Linked DNA regions of Macaca mulatta: region 1 is linked to region 2. A link is a contact called in public Hi-C data. All regions are on one chromosome and are shown on one strand. Each heading gives the region's core, a stretch centred on a gene start, on an enhancer-like site or on the middle of the called end of the contact. The rest is flanking DNA. Distances are from core to core; before and after follow the strand shown. Region 1 has its middle 22 kb from the start of CEP63. Region 2 has its middle 54 kb from the start of MIR6827.

The links. Hi-C and Micro-C count contacts between places; a contact is called where the count stands out from the background.
Region 1: a Hi-C map of sperm shows a contact between it and region 2, with 5 times the contacts expected there. The contact joins two enhancer-like sites. A contact is called at or near these places in 9 of 14 Hi-C or Micro-C datasets (CD4 T cells, blood, cortical neurons and 6 more).

What each region holds. Positions count from the first base shown.
Region 1 is chr2:37,505,867-37,509,053 of T2T-MMU8v2.0, reverse strand. No RefSeq gene overlaps it. Among named protein-coding and RNA genes, the nearest start is that of CEP63, 22 kb to the left of the region's middle. Within about 2 kb of position 1,838, at least 13 of the 40 cell types and tissues checked have an H3K27ac peak or open chromatin away from gene starts, as enhancers often do.
Region 2 is chr2:37,356,227-37,359,503 of T2T-MMU8v2.0, reverse strand. No RefSeq gene overlaps it. Among named protein-coding and RNA genes, the nearest start is that of MIR6827, 54 kb to the left of the region's middle. Within about 2 kb of position 1,358, at least 16 of the 40 cell types and tissues checked have an H3K27ac peak or open chromatin away from gene starts, as enhancers often do.

The sequences.
Region 1 (3,187 bases), core at 589-3,088, 150 kb before region 2:
GCTCTATGGGATAGCCTCTTGCTCCGAGGCCACAAACCTGCACAGCATGTTACTGTACTGAATACTGTAGGCAATTGTAGCACAGTGGTAATTACTTGTGTACCTAAATATATCTAAACATAAAAAGATACAGTAAAAATATGGTATTCTAATTTTTTTTTTTTTTTTGGAGACTTAGTCTCACTCTGTCGCCCAGGCTGGAGTGCAGTGGTGTGATCTCGGCTCAGTGCAACCTCCACCTCCTGGGTGCAAGCGATTCTCGTGCCTCAGCCTCCCAAGTAGCTGTGATTACAGGTGCACACCATTGCATCCAGCTAATTTTTGTATTTTTTTTTTTTTTAGTCAAGACAGGGTTTCATCATGTTGGCCAGGCTGGTCTCGAACTCCTGACCTCAGGTGATCCACCCACCTTGGCATCCCAAAATGCTGAGATGACAGGCAGGAGCCACCACACCTGACCTGGTATTATAATCTTATGGGACCACCATTGTATATGTAGTCTATCGTTTACCAAAACATTGTCATGAAGTGCATGACTGCATTATATGATTTCATTAATGCATAGATTACTAGGTTATAAAATGCTATAGGGACAAGATCCCAACTTTCAAATGTCTAAGCAAAGGGTATGTATTTATCTCTCCGTGTATCTAGAAAGAGAGAGAGGGAAAGAAAAAATGACAAAATGGAACATTCGTTGGATCTAAGTGGAGTGATATGGCTGTTCATTGTACCATTCTTACAACTTTTCTGTACTTTTAAAATTTTTCATAACAAAGTTAGAAATAAAAACACATCAAATACACATCATTGGACACACACATTCTTTTCTTGTGCATGCAGATTTTTCCAGATGTGGGAGCAAAGCCTGTGACTTGCTCATCTTCAATTATGGCCAAAAGGCATTGGCAATCTCTCCTTGTACGCTTGTTAGAGTAAGTATCGCCTCGCTCCTGTGGCCAGTGTCTTTAGAAATCTGCAGAGGCCTCCCTGTACACTAAACAAGGTGGACAGCCCCTCTGCAAGGCATGGTCTGGGCCCAGCCTGTTGGGGAACAGAGGCCTAGCTGGCCCTCTGCCCCTCTTCCTGCAGAGGCAGCAGAGCCCATGGCCCCTTTAAGGCACCTTTGCCATCGAACATGCCCCCCTACATGTGTTTGGACGCTCCCTGGTGACAGTGCCCAGGGTTGCTGCACTCGGCATCCCTGTGTGTTCATGTTCATCCCTATAAACATGCCCCCCATGTGTGTTTGGACTCTCTCCGGTGATGAAGCCACGGGGCTGCTACCCCTGGCATCCCTATGAAGGGCCAAGTGACCCTTGGCAAGAAGAGAAGCTGCAGGCCCCTTCAGGGCCACACCACGGGTCTCTGACAGAGTCCATTCGCTGGAGCTGCTATTCACAGACCCCTCACTTGCTCCTCAGGCTGGTGTTTATTTTTGAGATAGTAGTTTGGGGAGAATGGGGAAAAATTAATTGCAAAAAAAAAAAGGAATTGGAATTTTAATGAGAACCATCTGGAGTGTTTTCCAAGGGTGTAATGTTTGGTACAAGAAAGTAATTCCTTAGCTCAAATGAGGAGAAGAGAAATGAAGGAAACTCTTATATTGTGCTTATTCACCCCCCTGCCAAAAAACGACGCTGAGCAGAACCACCTAAACATGCAAATCACACACGAATGAGGGTGTAGTGGGGGCTTTGGAAACAGGAGAGCCCGAGATTCTGGCTCTGACTTGCCGCAGCAAGGAGAAATGTTTTTCCTCTGCCAAAGAGACTTTGAGGGATGCGTTGTGGTGGGCCTGGGGCCAGTGCCTGGAATTTGGGTAACCATGGAAACAGACCTGCGGGTGACAACAAACACAAGATGGAATTTCAGCATTAGCAGCCAGGGCAGAGGAATGGGAAAGTTCGGGGAAAGTTTTTTTTTTTTTTTTTAACCCTGGGGAATAGGGGAATGAGGGAATGAGGGGAGGTACAAAGAAAGTCTCCGTGCTCTGAAAAAGCGCTCCCACCCAGCACCCCAGCGGAGTCACAGGAAACCAGATTCTCCAGAAGTCTCTATTTTCACTCTACCTATTTTCTTCATGTATTTATAGCCCATCTCATTCCACTAAGGATTCCATAGGGATCTAAAAGCACTTCCCAAGGGGTCTCAGTACACAATTAGATCCCTGTCCTTGGGCCAGCAGGTGACAGGATGCAACATAATCACATATTGTGAAGACAGCCACTCTACTGGTGCATCTCAGTTCATCCTCACAACAGCCCTGCGGCCCAGGAGGGCAGGTCCCCACCTTACCTCTGGGGAAAAGGAAACTGAGGAGCCAGCTGCCCCAGCTGAAGCCCAGCCTCCTCACACCATACCACTACACCTATAATCTTTATTCTGGGAAAATTTGAATAATTATGGTAGCCAACATTTATGAAGAAGAGGAGCAAAACCCTACATCAACCAGTGTGCGAAGGTCAACTATCTGTGTGGTTGCCGGAGTAGGCATGTGTTTCTGCTTCAAGGACATTTGATTGAATGGGAAAGGATTTATGCGATGGGAGGAAGAAATTTTTACAGAGTTATTAGGCATAAAAATTAAAGAAAAGAAACCATGGACTTGAGAATTTTCTTCTCTGAGGTTTTTGGAGGAGGAATAGCTGACATCCGTTTAGATGCCAGAACAAATCAGAGCCTGAGATTGAAAGAAGCATAAAAACATCCACTACAGAATCCTTCCTTTGCAGATGGGGAAACCAAGACAGAATTGGAACTGGAGGCTGAGCACAGTGGCTCATGCCTGCAATCCCAGGACTTTGGGAGGCCAAGGTGGAATGATTGCTTGAGGTCAGGGGTTTGGGACCAGCCTGAGCAACACCGCAAGACCCTGCCTCTACTTTAAAAAATGAAGAAGAGGCCGGGCGCGGTGGCTCACGCCTGTAATCCCAGCAGTTTGAGAGGCCGAGAGGGGCGGATCACGAGGTCAGGAGATCGAGACCATCCTGGCTAACACGGTGAAACCCCGTCTCTACTAAAAAATACAAAAAACTAGCCGGGTGAGGTGGCGGGCGCCTGTAGTCCCAGCTACTCGGGAGGCTGAGGCAGGAGAATGGCGTGAACCCGGGAGGCGGAGCTTGCAGTGAGCTGAGATCCGGCCACTGTACTCCAGCCCGGGCGACAGAGCGAGACTCCGTCTCAA
Region 2 (3,277 bases), core at 109-2,608:
TCAGGATCTTTATGATGCCCTCCACCATGCCAGTCTCATGTCCTGCATGCTACCACCCCCCAATCAGGGAGGGACAAAAATCAGGAAGTTCCATGACTAGACCCGCATGGTCTTCTCTTTGGGCAGGCCCCTCCACAGGGATGAAGAGCTGGACAGCTGCCTTTTCGGAACCAGAAATCAGTATCACGAAGGGGAAGAGGAGTCAATCAGGCAAGGTGCTGAGAGACCAGCCAATGTACACAGAGCGCCTACTAGGTGCTAAGCCCCACGCCAGATGCTTATGGGCATTATCTGTCAGTCCCCACAATACTCCCACAGCAGCGTGCTGAGTCCTGATTCTCTTCTCACTCTTAACAGGCCACTGCTGTGCCTCTTGCAGAAGACGGGCTCCATAGACGAATCAATATCATGGGTGGACGGAGGTGGACACCCTGACCCTTACTGTGACTCCGCTGGGCCTTTGGCAGGCATGGGGAGAGGCCAGGAGCAGACTTATGCTCCGTTTGGGGGCCAATCGCACCACAGGCTCTTCCTCTGCACATAAGGTTCCGTCTGTCTAAAATACTCTTCTTCTCCCATCTTTTGGGCTGACTCCTAGTGGTCTTCCGGGTCACTTTGCAGCTTCTCCCAGGAAGCCCTCCTGGATCTCCACCCCCAATCTGGGTTATTCCTCACTGTTCCCCCACACCCTGGGCTTCCCCCACCTCTCCCTGGGTGTTTCAGAGACTGTCTAGAGGATCAGAATGTCAGCCCCTCAAGGACAGGATGACTTCACCTCTGTGCCCCCAGAATTAATCTCACGGACTGGCACGGAGCAGAGGCTCGGTAAATATTTGTTGAATGAGTTAAATGCTGTTAGGTATTCAGTCACTCCCTGGCCGATCAGAAAGCACCTAATCCTAAACTAGACGGTCTGCTTTCCCCCTTCTCTCCTCAGGTCTTGCCATTCACAATTGTGCCCACAATAAATGGGCACATTTTGGGATCTGAACCCTGTGCCCCTTGAGGCTGATGATGGAGAGGGGTAGGTCCTATCTCCTCTGAGCTACTGGCTCAGCTTCCTCAGTGCCTGAGCGGACCACTGCGGGCTTCCCTCCTTTCCTCCACCGCGACTGGTCTCGCCGCACCCCTGTCCGGTGCCTCCTGCAAGTCCCTCCTGGTCGGCGGCCCTCGGGGCCCTGTCCTCCACCCGGACGGACGGACGGACGGACGTGCCGGGGGCTCTGTGTGGCGGGGTGGCACAGAAGGGGCTGGCGTTCTCCAAGGGGAGGAGAACAAACTTGTGCGCTCAGAGCGCGCAGTGAACACCCTGTTCACATTCCTGCGCCGGCCGGAATGCCGGCCCGGCACCAGCCAAAGGCCGCATTCCTCGCGCCGCGGCCAGCGCGCAGCCCTGGCTCCCGCCCCGCCTCTTCCCTCCCCGGGCCCGAGCACCAGCCAGTGCGGGCGCCCCCCGGCGGCTGCCCCACTCCGCGCCCAGCCCGCCTTTTGAGTCTGAGCGTCCCCTCTCCCTCTTCCCCGGGAAGCGTCCGGCTTCGCCACAGTGCTGCTTCCGTTTCTGCAGCCCTACGCCTCCATCGCTTTTAGTTTTGTTGTTTGCTCCCAATGAAAACAGGTAAAAACCTTCCACGGCGCCTTAGAACCTTGGTGACAAACACCTCCTTCATCTCCAGGCTTCCCCGCCCCGCCCCCACCATCCCCCGGGCGCGGCCGTGGCCCTCTCAAACGCCCGCACCCCCTCAAACGCCCGCACCCCCTGGGGCTCCCGCCAGGGCTCCAGGCGCCCGAGGTCGGCTCCCAAGCAGGCGCCTCGGGTCGGAGGTCCCGCTGCAGCCTCGGCCCTGCCTGCCCCGCCCGGAGGCTCTGCAGAGGGCTCAGAGAAGGAAACGCAGTCCGCCAGTCCCTGCGGCTCTGAATTGGAAACTGCGAGAAAATGGGTCAAAGTAACACTGTAGGAGTGTCCACCCGCCCCGCCAGATAAAGCGCCGCTCCCCTGTAGTGAGGATCACGCTCCTGGGGAGAATTGAGGCCCCAAGAAAATCCATAACCACTGGGCTGGGGGTTTCCACAACGGTATAGAAACCACTCGGATCACACACACCAGCTCACACACACAGCTGCGCCGACGTGGAAACTCCACGGAATCAAGTGAGCAAATGGACTGTTCCCTAAAGCCAGACCACAGGCCTGCGGAAGTTCCTGCCGTCCAGCAGGGACTCCAGGCAGGAGTGTATGATGTCCGCTTGTCCCTGCAGGGGGCCTTGCGCAGATTCCCGGCCAGTGTGTGCTTCCCAGGGCGGGCAAAGCATGGGCTTTCACCCATTTTCCCAGCTTGTTGATGGGGAGCTTTCTCAGTGGGAAAAGTGCCACGGCCTAACATCATTTGCTTGGGAAAATTTGCATGTTTATCAGCCCACAGACCTGTGAAGGACTCACCCTGTGAATGAAGTGACACCTGGGAACCCAGTAATGCAGCAAGGCATGCCTGGAACTTGCATTGCTCACCATCCGAGCGTGGTTTGTGCTGCCAGGAAAGGCGGGAAAACAGAATCCAGACTCTGATTGGCAGACACCCGGCCTGGAGGAAGGGTGGGAAGTCAGGAGCGCTGCATGGGTAGCTGAGCTTGATGGCTGACTTGCCTTGCTTGGTTGGTTTCGTAGCCTCTCAGAGCAGGAAAATAAAGTGGTCCCCTTCCTACCTGGCAGGGGTGTGGCCTGCAATATCTGGAGGTAGGCCCAGAGCGACCAGGGGGCAAGTGGCCATGCAGCCCTGATTTGAGGTTGTAGCCCTTGCTCAAGGTCTGTCTCTTCCCCGTGACACCAAAGATGGACATTCTAGACATTTTACACCACCCTGGCAGTTCATCAAATGGCAGTGCCAAGACTCTGTCTCAGTGGGGTGTGAGGGTGCTCGAGGTGATGATGACTAAGTCAGACACAAGACAAGCCCCAGTGAGGAGCCTATTCATTTTACAGACACTGAACCTAGCCCCTACCTCCAAGAGACTCACTGTCCCCTGGGGGAAGCAGAATCCTGGCCATTTCAGTGCAGAGTGATAAGTGACAAGGCAAAAGCAGCCCCAGTGTGCAATTTGAGGACCACGAGGGGTACTGGACCCACCCAGGGCAGAGCAGGGCAGGGCGGGCCTTCTGGAAGGAACTGCTCTCCAGGGGAAGGAGGAGGATCTGCCAGGAGAAGAAACGTTCTGGCCTCTACTGTAGAGTCTTTTTTGTGTGTGTGACAGAGTCTTCCTCTATCACCCAGCTAGAGTACAGT